Linked DNA regions of Mus musculus: all the other regions are linked to region 3. The links are chromatin contacts, called in public HiChIP or PLAC-seq maps. All regions are on one chromosome and are shown on one strand. The core of a region is the stretch at or near the end of the contact, and the rest is flanking DNA. Distances in the headings are between cores, read along the strand shown. Region 1 holds the start of Fgd3 (FYVE, RhoGEF and PH domain containing 3). Region 2 holds the start of Susd3 (sushi domain containing 3). Region 3 holds the start of Iars (isoleucine-tRNA synthetase).

The links. HiChIP or PLAC-seq counts read pairs in DNA pulled down with a chosen protein or histone mark.
Region 1: an H3K4me3 HiChIP or PLAC-seq map of the 230-238 cell line shows a contact between it and region 3, with 17 read pairs. The contact joins the promoter of Fgd3 here to the promoter of Iars in region 3. A contact is called at or near these places in 3 of 39 promoter capture datasets (the 3T3-L1 cell line, the C10 cell line and neural stem cells), 2 of 115 datasets of contacts at active chromatin or transcription factors (the 230-238 cell line and memory CD8 T cells) and 1 of 9 other capture datasets (adipose tissue).
Region 2: a contact with region 3 is called in an H3K27ac HiChIP or PLAC-seq map of embryonic stem cells, with 2.0 times the contacts expected there. The contact joins the promoter of Susd3 here to the promoter of Iars in region 3. A contact is called at or near these places in 1 of 39 promoter capture datasets (cranial neural crest) and 1 of 115 datasets of contacts at active chromatin or transcription factors (embryonic stem cells).

Annotation. Positions count from the first base shown.
Region 1 is chr13:49,307,220-49,310,691 of GRCm38.p6, reverse strand. Fgd3 (FYVE, RhoGEF and PH domain containing 3) reads left to right here and starts at 1,484. Exons shown (of 18, transcript NM_015759.2): 1 at 1,484-1,511.
Region 2 is chr13:49,246,606-49,250,465 of GRCm38.p6, reverse strand. Susd3 (sushi domain containing 3) reads left to right here and starts at 2,172. Exons shown (of 5, transcript NM_025491.4): 1 at 2,172-2,421. The coding sequence starts at 2,334.
Region 3 is chr13:49,680,597-49,684,309 of GRCm38.p6, reverse strand. Iars (isoleucine-tRNA synthetase) reads right to left here and starts at 2,180. Exons shown (of 34, transcript NM_172015.3): 1 at 2,107-2,180. It overlaps Gm25394 (a small nucleolar RNA gene), which reads right to left and starts at 9; the gene lies at 1-9.

The DNA.
Region 1 (3,472 bases), core at 235-2,734, 370 kb after region 3:
GGCTGCCTCCTCAGGGGACACGGCCCTTCCTCGGGGGACACGGACTTTCCTCAGGGGACACGGCCCTTCAGGGAGTGAAGCAAAAGGCTCTGGGCCAGGCACAGACAGCTCAGCAGTGGAGATTCAGGCAGGGACTAAGATTCTTTAAGGACTTGCCTAGGCTAGACCTCATTCTTTACAATGCCTCTAACATACACACCTCTCCATTTTATGGAAGAAGAATCGAGAACCTTGAGCAGTTCCATCATATACATATACACTCATGCGTGCATGTGCACATACATATACATACATATACACAGAAAATGTTAACTAGTTAAAACAAGCATTTAGAGGATTGAGCAGATGGTTCAGTCCAAGCATGAGGAAGTGAGTGCAATCCCCAGCACTCATGGGAAAAGGCTGATGGAGGCAGAGACAGAAGGGTCCCTGGCAGATCGCTGGCCAGCCAAGCTAGTCATGTTGATTAATCCCAGGGTGAATAGCAATAAATGCCAAAATAACAACAATAATAACAGTAACAACAACAACAACAATAATAATAATAATGTGGACTGCAACTGAAGAAGACATTTAGCTTTGACTTTTGGCCTCCATATGCATGCACGCACACACACACACACACACACACACACACAGAGAGAGAGAGAGAGAGAGAGAGAGAGAGAGAGAGAGAGAGAGAATTCAAGATTAGTTGATGCAATGGTGCACAGTAGCGATCCCAGCATTTGAAAGACTGAAACAGTGTAAATTCAAATGAGTTTGGACAACACAGAGAATCCAAGGCCATCCTGGACTACTTGGTGAGACTGTCTCAACAAAACCTAAAACAAACACAAAATTTAGGATAGATTAAGAAGACATTACTGAAATGGAGTCAAATTTGCAGCCTATATGCATGTTAGGCTAACCCCCTGCCCCATTATTTATTGACTTCCTGAGATAATGAGGGGACTTTCCCCTGAGGGCTGCCTGGAAGAGGCAGAGCTTAGCCCTGCTGGGGCAGTCCTCATCAGCCAGATAACCAGAAGTTCCCTCAGGTCTCTTGGAGTCACCGTGAAACAATGTCACTGGTGGGGTATGTTTCTTCCAACTTTCTGTAGTCACCAAGGTCTGTCTGGCCTGGGTCACCTGTCCCCTGATGGATCCTCTTCCCCATAGACAACATCAATCTCAGGTCTGCTCAGAGGAGCCCACCAAACCAGATGCAGGAGGTGTCTTTACTCAGTGACTTGTTAAACCTAAGCTCAGCCCTGGCTGCTACTGCAGAACCTGGTAGGGCTGAGCCAGGTCGAGTAAAAGGATTACGCTTTCGAAGTCATCCCACCACAAGCAGACCAGGCCCTTCAGGACCAGCAGACCAACCTCCTCTCACGTTGCGTCATCGCTACGGAAATGCAAATGTGCCACTGTTTTGTGACCAATATTGCAAAAATTAGAAAGAGGAAGTTGGGTTTTGTTCTTGCATGAGTTCAGCCCTGGGGGAGATGCAGACTGGTCTTGGAAGAAGGGTGAGTGGAGATTGGCTCCTGGGATCTTTGCAGAATCCTACAGTGTTTGTCTTGCGCTGTGAAGGGGCTTCGTGGCGGGTGGTAGGAGGTTACTAGAAACCAAACAGGAACCATTCAAGGGAGACAGATGTTTTCAAAGCAGGAAGTTGCTGTGGCACGGTAGCGGTGTCTCTTTTCATGCTGTTGTCTTTCAGTGGCTCGTACTGGTGAGAAGATAGGGTTGCTATGGGTGGGCATGAGAAGAGTTCGCGACTACAGAGTCCTGGACGTGCTATTGGCAGGTGGGGCACAGCTCACACTTAGGCTATGGGCAGTCTGTCGGTGACTACTGTGGTCCCTGGGAGGCTTGGGGGGGGGCACAGATCCAAGGCTGACCCCACCCAGTGTGCCTTAGTGGGGAAGAAAGCATGTCTTTTTCTGCTTAAGCAGAAGAGGTGGTCCCAGGGGATGATTTAATGGAGGCTAGGCCTTCGCATCCCATGTGGTTCTGGAATCTTCTCCAGTCTACAGTTTAGATATTAACAGATATGTCTGTCTAGCTGGGCACTGCTAGGAAAGAAAACTAAGCCCTCAAAGGACTCCTTGGGACCCCCAGGGCTTCGCCTGGGCAGCTCTGGGTAGTGGTACAGCCACTTAGGAGGCTGGCAGCCATAGAGCAGGCGCACGGCAGCATGGATAGAATGATATGATTATGATAACACTATGATACTATATGCCATGCAGAGTAAGCAGAGGCATATTTGAAAAGCCGGACTCTAGGACCTGTGGGGAGTGAGGCAGGAGTCACTGTCATTGTGGATGACAAGTCACTTGCCATTTTTCTGGGAGTCCCTGAGTGCTAGGGAGGATGAGCAGCTATAGGGGGATAGGGAGGGGACTCTGGTGAGAAAGAATGCCAGGGACAGGGTGATAGGCAGACTCTGCCTTGATTTCCCTTTCTGTAAAGTGAAGTCAGAATGATGCCAAGCCACACTGAGGTTTAGAGCTTACGCAGCTCTGCCTCATTTTAGATTGGTCCTACCTAGCCGGGGGTGGTGGTGGTAGTGATGGTAGCACACGCTTTCAATCCCAGCATTTGGTAGACAGAGGCAGGTGGATCTCTGAGTTCCAGGCCAGCCTGGTCTACAGAGCAAGTTCCACAACAGCAGGGCCACACAGAGAAACACCATCTCTTGGGGGGAAAAAAAACCAAAAACAAAGACTAAAATTGTTAGCCATTTGTGTGTGTGTGTTGAGGCATGTGTAGGGAAGCCAGAAGACAGTCTCAGATGTTATTCTCCAGGACCTGTCTATCTGGTTTTTTAGACAGGTTCTCTCATTGGCCTAGCTTGACACGTGGTTTACTGAGACTCTCCCCAGCCCCCATTTGGGTGAGAGATGAAACAGGCACAGAGCACTCTGCCAGCTCATCCCAGCCCCCCCCCCCCCGCCCAAAGTCTGTGAATGGACTAGCTGGTCCCCACATAAGCTCTCTGAGCTGATAACACACACTGTGCTTGGTTTGGGGGTGGGGCCAGCTCTGGCAAGGACAGGAGGAAGTGGTTTGTCTCAACTGGGCTGCCACAGACCCCCTGAAGCCTGCTTCTGCCCCTGCAAGGTCGCAGTGGAGACTGGCTTCTGTTTATAGAGGGATCTGCACCTCCCAATGTGCAGGGGCCTGAGAGCCACACTGAACTCTGCATACAGAGGTCGAGAGCACATTATGAGATCAGTGCTGAAATGGGCTTGTCTTCAGAAGCCTCACTGCCGAGTGAGAAACCTGGCCCTGCCGCTCAGTGATGAAAAGCAGCTCCGTGGGTTACAACAGGGACTCTGGGTATCTTGATGTGTGCTCCGGAAGTTTCTGCCGTACTGCGACTTCTTATGGGACCTGGGTAGGCTGATTGTGATCTTACACTTACAGATAGAAATTGTGATTGCTCCATTGTGTCTGTCTCCATTGTAAAGCGACTGAGAAGGAA
Region 2 (3,860 bases), core at 923-3,422, 430 kb after region 3:
ACGAGTACGACGCTTTGAGAAATATCTGTTATGGAGAACTGGAGAGGTGGGTCAGCAATTAAGCGCACTTGCTTCTCTCTTGCAGAGACCCGGAGTCTGGTTCCCACCATGCACATCAGACAGCTCACAACTGCCAGTAACGCCAGCTTTCCGAGGGTCTGGTGTCTCTACAGACATTCTCACTTCCTCCCTCCTCCTCCTCCTCCTCCTCCTCCTCCTCCTTCCTCTCCTCCTCCTCCTTCTTCTCTTCCTCCTCCTCCTCCTCCTCTTTCTCCTTCTCTTCTTCCTCCTCACATATTTGTTTCCTGGTTTTAAGATTTTAATTTAGCATGTGTGTGTGTGTGTGTGTGTGTGTGTGTGTGTGTGTGTGTGTGTGTGTGAAGGCAGGGGATTACTCCGTGGTTCTCTCTTTCCACACACAGGTTGCCAGGCCTACAGAGCAAGCACCTTTACCCACTGGGCCATCTTGCTGATCCTATTTTCTGCTTTCTGATTAGACAATACACTTACTCATTGTTGCAAAGTCAGAAAATACAGGAAAGAGAGTAGAAAGTCCAGAATAAAGAATGCCTGTAACCTCACTGCCCAGTGGCAGTGAGGCGTGAGGGGGAGGAGCCAGCTTCCTGACAGTTTTCCCTGTGCCCTGTTGTATCCTTGGCTCTTGAACTGGCCTGGCAGGTGTCAGGTGCTCAGTAGTCACCCCCATGGCACACACACACACACACACACACACACACACACCCTCAAAGGGTTCTCAAGCCATCATTTCTGAACCCGAGGTGGGTGGAGGTGGGTGCTAGTTGTTGATGAGCTGACTCACCCTGGATGGTAGAACTGCAAAGTGGTCAGATCCCAGGCATATAACCAACTCCTCTCCTCCCCTCTAACCTACCATCAGGAAGTTAATCCTTGTGCTTTCCCATGGACAGCTCTTTTTTTTTTGGGGGGGGGGGGAGGGAGTTTTTTTCGAGGCAGGGTTTCTCTGTGTAGCCCTGGCTGTCCTGGCACTCACTTTGTAGACCAGGCTGGCCTGAAACTCAGAAATCTGCCTGCCTCTGCCTCTGCCTCCCAAATGCTGGGATTAAAGGCGTGCGCCACCACCGCCCCGGCGCCCTGTACAGCTCTTATCTGAACCTTTTACCCATCGACAATGGAATGTTAGGGCTTGAGTCATTGTGAAAGGTTTTGGGGGTGAAATTCTCATTTTTTTTTTCTATTGAGTAGAGACTAAAGAACCAAGAAAACAAGAGCTGGAAGGATAGCTCAGCAGTAAAGAGCACCTGCTGTTCTTGCATGTGATCTGAGTTTGGTTTCCAGCACCCACATGGTGACACACAGCCAACCACTGGCATGCAGAAGGCACACATACATGCAGGCCAACCGTTCATGCATAAAAGTAAAATAAATCTAAAGAAAAAAAGGATGCTCCCTGGAGACTTTGAAGAGCTCTGGCCCCACCTCCTGTATGATGAGACAACGTGGATCTGTGGTTCTGTGGAGTTCTATCTGTAGTGCTTTGTTCTGTAAGCCTAGGAAACATCCCCACCCTAAATAACTGTTGGTCAGCGCTGCTGAACATTGGGGGAGGGGGAGGGGGAGGGGGAGGGGGGAGGGGCGGCACTGAGCCACACGATGGTGGTAGGTGCCTCCCCCCCCCCACGTCCTTCACAGCTTCTACCCACAAATCAAGGACACTTTAAATCCCTCTAAGTCCCATCCCTGAGCCTCCAGGCAGCTGCTCTCCACTGGCAGACAGGGATCTCTGGCTATGTGGCCAGGAATTCTGATATCTCAGAGTATGGTGGGGGTGGGGTAGGAGAGGGGTTGGTATCACAGTGGGGTCTGTGGATGGACCTGCCTTTCACGATGCAGCAGACCGGACATAAGCTTGATTTCAACTTTAGGACATTAAAGAAAGTCACATCACGCGTGACTCGCAAGTTCAAGTGAAAAGGAGACATTAGGGGGTGCTACCAACCCTGACTCCAGAAGAGAATGAGGAGGCTGTCACTCTCCAAGGTCACCTGCCTGGCCCTAGAGTCCAAAGGTGAGTCGGGAGAGGAAGGGTGTGCAGAAAGACGGCTCTAGCTCAAAGGCTTACTTCGAGGCGATCAGCCTGGAGGCTCCCCATTCTCTGCCCCTCCAGGTGTCCAATCCCACTTCTGCCACCCAGTGCAAGGGGTTGGCGGGACCGGACTAAAGTTCAACTCTAGCGTCTTGGAGGGCGCGACCTGGGTGTGGCTAGAGACAGCCACGCCTTCCAACGACCCGCCCCTCAATTAAGTCCCGCCCCCACCTCCGCAAGCTCCACAGAACACTGCGGAGCGCTCAGGATGCGCCGAACGTCTGCGACCCTTCGGGGCCGAGCGAGGCCGCGGTGGCGTGCTGGGAACACAACGCCTGTCCCAGTGAACCAGACAGGTGAGGGCTAGGGCCGCAGTTCTCAGTGCCCTCTTCACCGACGGAGAAGTAGAGGGGCGAGGGGCTGCTGTGCTGGGGACCCTGTCCAGGAAGGGGGCGTGCATCGCACTGCCAGGGCCTTCTCGAGAACGAACTTTCTTCTTGACTTCCCGCCGATCCAGCGGGCGACCCCAACTGAGCCGAAACGGGGCGGCGAGCGGCCCGAAACCAGGCGGCGGGCACCTCTTAGCGTTTGCACGGATTCGGCGACGGTCGCCCCGCGCAGTCCCAGGTGCCTGCGGAAGTCGGAGCCGGCTTCACCTGGCGGGGTGTGCGGCCCGGGGTTGGAGGGAGTCATGGAAATGTCTTCTGGGTTGCAGAGAGTTGTTATCATCTTTGTTGATTACTCCAGCCACACTTTACCAAAGGGAAAGTGAGCCTGTGATAGAGGAGATGGGAGGTTATCCAGCAACCAGGACCCGGGCTGCATCTAGGCTGTCAAAGGTCAGAGGTCTCCGGGAGGAGGGAAAATGGTTGTTAAGTGTGCCGAAGAGGGTTCTACACTTGATCTTAGCCAAAAGGGCGAGAAGCGATGCTGATGTCAGCTTTGCTAACTCTTAGAAACACCACCAAAACCACATTCCTCCCAAGAGCTCAGTCCTGCGCATCCAGGAGGTTTCCTGCCTCTGTGGAGGGCTTAGCTGCATTGCACTGGAGGAAGCTGAGGATCTGTAGGCACATTGCCCTCACCCTAGAGCAGTGCTTCTCAACCGTCATAATGCTGCGACCCTTTAATACGGTTCCTCGTGCTGTGGTAACCCCCAACCATAAATTTATTTCCATTGCTGCTTCATAACTGTAATCCTGCTAGTTATGAATCCTATTGCAAATAACTGTGTTTTCTAACGGTCTTAGGAGATCCCTGTGAAAGGGTCGACTGACCCCCAGGTTGAGAAACCTTTAGTGGGTTTGATCCGTTTGATACCATCCCATCGTGCCAGCCCATTGCTGGCCCCACAGGTGTGGCTAGTTTTAGCTTTCTAATTGTTACTCCACAGGAGCGCCTTTGTGTTAGAAGAGGCTAACTCTGGGCCTGGTACTGCTGGGGGGAAGGGGGGACATGCTTGTGAGTACCTTCTGCATAGTAGTCTGGAGGAGTAGGTGTCACCAGCTAGAAGTGGATGGCCTTGCCTAAGGTTATCCCTTGGGGTGGCCTTGGGGCCCTGCTTAATTTGCAAACAAAAGGCTATTTGCATCGGAATCTCTGGAGAAAGTCTGAGAGTCCAGTGTCTCAGTTGTCCCTTGCCCTACCTGGCATCAGGAGGAATCCACATCCTCACAGTGTGTCCTTGGCACCCAGTTTCTAAGCATGTCCCAGGCTCCTTGTTGTAGTTCTGGTTGTAGTCCTCTCTTACTAGGGATGAGTCCCTACCCCAGTGTCTCAGTTCCCTTAGGAGATG
Region 3 (3,713 bases), core at 931-3,430:
CCACAGGGCAGTTTGGGGGGTGGGGGTGGGGGGCAGATGTGGGTGGAGAAGGGCCGGTAAAACTGCCAGGTTATGCACAGAAACCCATTTTCCTTCCACACACAATCCAAGCCTTTCTTCCTTATTTTGTAGTCCCTTCGGGACATTTTAGCTCTGCTTCCTCCTCTGCGATTTCATTTCCTTTTTGAGGCAGTCCCATAGAGTTCAGGGTGGTTTTGAACTCCTTGGGTAGCTGGGGATAACGCTGACCTTCTGATCTGGTGGCCTGTACCCTCCTGAATGTTGGGATTACAAGTGTTTTAGGTTTTTGTGTGTTTGCTTGTTATTTGTTTTGGTGAGAGCCCAGCCTGCTTCTGCTTCTGGAGTCTTGGGATCAAAGGTGTGCTGTGCACCACAACTTTCCAGCTCACAGGTGTGCTTTGGGGGGCCTGGGGCTTGAACCCAGAACCTTATGCACACAAGGCATGCACTCCAGCTACGAACCATAGTCTTACCTGACCGTTTAGCTATTTATACACTATTTCCACCAACCTTTGCTTAAGATGATCTCAACTTATCTTGACAAAGTATCCCACAATGCCATGGGTGCTGCTGCTTATGTTGACACACACCTACCATACCATCACTTGGGAGGCTGAGGCAGGAGGACAATTTGAAGCCAGGCTAGGCTCCACGGGAGAGGCATACATCATCATCTTACTTTTTACACCTGACGTCTCTTTTAACTCTGCTAAAGGGATCCACTATTCATCTCTCTAATGTGCACAGGTATTATCTGCATGTATGTTTCATGTACCATGTGTGTACTGTGTTCCACAAAAATGGCATTTCATTGTCACTCTGGGTGTCTCTTCAGAGGAACAAGTGACTAAGACATCATCATCATCAACAACAACAACAACAAAACACAAGCCAGTCAAACAGAAACGCCCCTCCACATCCACGGGGTACTGGATTCAGGATCTGTTGGAACACCCAAATACAAGGATGCTTAATTCTCTTATAAACATAGTATTAGCCTATAATTTACATGCATCTGCCGGTGTATTTTAACTAATCTTTACTTATCCTACCTAATACATTTAAATCCTAGATACACAATTGCTATACTATATTGCTTAGGAAATAATGACCAAGACATTACGTTTGTACACGTACAGTACATGTCACTACTACAGACCTAACCACATAGCATGAGCACTGGCTGGTTGAAAGCCCAGATGCAGAACTAGTAGTTAGAGAAGACCAACTCTATACTTTCTACCTATACACTGAGAAACAAAAGAGCAAGTCTCAGATACACTAGTTTGCATTCTGTGAGTTTCTCAATGATTTCGGCTTATTTCTCTAACACAGTAAAAAAGAGAACAAATTCATGAGGTTGAAAACGAAGTTATTCTCTCACATATTCATCACGCACACGTCCCAAGCCAAAATGACAACAACGACCCCCTCATCTTCTGTCCAGACAGGATAGATTTATATAAACCTTGGAGTATAATCTCTGCCCACCTTCAGTCCAAGCCTATAGGAGACCCGGATAAGTTATCTCTTCACACCTCCAAACCCCAATAGTTTGTTCTGTAGGGCCGCCAACAGTGAGCTTAAACTGCATTAGCAGATTCTGTGAGCCCAGGACAAGCGTGCAGCGCATAACCTACCTACCTTGGTACCGAGAGATAAGTACACGCGAATCCCAGCACAGTTGGGAGAAGCCCAGACTCCAGAAAGACTCCTAGGTTAGTTCTTTTAAAACACCTAACTTGGCAGTGACCTCAATCAGATTCCGATCTTCTCTCGGATACTATGTCACGCTGCATTCTCACAACTCCCTGCTCATAAGCCACCAAGGTCCCACTAAGTGAAGGGGGTACTTCTAAGGATCTCAGTCCTCCACCCAACGAGTCAGGCCAGAATCTGCGGGCAGCTCTGAGTTCTGCAATGTTACTCTCCCTCCACGAAAGCTCTCTGGAAATAGCTTTGTGCCCGCAGCTCACTCACAGTGAGAAGCAGCGTGCTCCTTTTTCACCGCCTCGTGCTGTCTGGAGGTTGTTACACGGGCGGGCCTCACTCTGCGGCCCAGAAGGACAAGAGGGTGCGGCTTACCTGGGAACCCGGAGAGCTCGCTCAGGTTGCAGCCTGCGACCACGTTCCGCGTCTGGAGGTGATGCAATACTGACAGTGCCAGGCTCAACCCCTCCGCGGCGCCCAATCAGCGTGTGCCATCCAACACCTACAAACAACACGTGTGGCGATTGGTCCGTGCATAACTGCAGAGCAGGATGGGAGCGTCCCTGCAAAGGAAGGAGAAGACGCTCCAGAGCCCTAACCCGGCAAGTCAGTGGCTACTCAATGTGGCAAAGTTTTTGCCTTCTAAGTCTTGGCCTATGAACGAGAGACACCCTTTCGTCCTGGGTCCATATGTCAGTACTCTCTCTCTCTCTCTTTTTTAAAAGGGTTTGTTTATTTGTACACAGTCTCCTGCCTGCATGTATTCGTTGTAAGCCAGAATGGTGAAAGCTTGGGGTTGAACTGGAGACCTCTGGAAGAGCAGCCAGTACTCCTAACCTCCGAGCCATCTCTCCAACCCCAGTATTCTTAAATATATGTCAATATATGTGAATATTATTAAATATATGTGAGTATATTTGAGATCTGGACATTTGACGCCATATAAAATTAGTTTAGACTCAGGGTCTCTTGTATCTCCTGCTGGCTCCGGAACTCCTAAGCAGCTAAGGAATGACCTTGAACTGCAGAACTTTCTGCCTCCACAATGGGAGTTACAGAAATGTTCCATCACGCCTGTTTTTATATGGTGCGGTGGATAAGCCGGCCATTTGTGCACCATAGCCACACACTGCCAACTGAGTTAGATTCCCAGCTGTGATGGCATCTAAAATTTATGCTACATATGAAACTTCTGACAAGTGACTCCCACAATTATTTTGGGAACAGTACATATTAACCTGGAGACTACTAACCATGTGGTAAATGGCAAGAGAAGGGAAGAGGGTCTGACAATAATCTGAACCCTTTATTGAATGTCATTGCAATGGTTCTTTTCATTTCAAAATTTTGCTTATGTATCATTACATATCTACTTAGTACCCTTCGGATCCGGCCTAGAACAAATGAGAACGTTGACACCAGTCTGTGAAAGTAAGTTTTGGCCTTGATAAATTGACAGCGTTAATTAGGTAAATAAGTGCCTATTTTATTAATGACAGAAAAACAAAAACAAAAAAACGGATTTGGCCTAAATGAAGTAGAAATCTCGGCGAGTTTTAGAACATTTTGATAACTGTTGAGTGTTTTATTCAACAGTTCTAGGCCCTATGGTGTCGAAAATTAGATGCAGTGTTTGCCTGTGCTTCTTGCTTTCTTAATTATGAGTATCCTTATTAACCAGAAATATTTGGAGTTTTTAAGCTTTGCATTCTTTAAATTGCCAATTGGTTCACCTCATGTTTATCCTCTGATCAGCGTGCAGAAATAGAACAAAGGTCCCTGCACAAAGTGAAAGAAACTTATGTACCCATAGGTAGTGTAGACTGGACCAGGCTGTTTAAAAATTGGATTGAGAAACACTATAAACTACTGTTGGGAAGTAAAGGAACAGTTCGTCTAGAAAATAGGTAATTAAAAAACTTTCGCTGGTCGTGGTAGTGCACGCCTTTAATCCCAGCACCCGGGAGGCAGAGGTAGGTGGA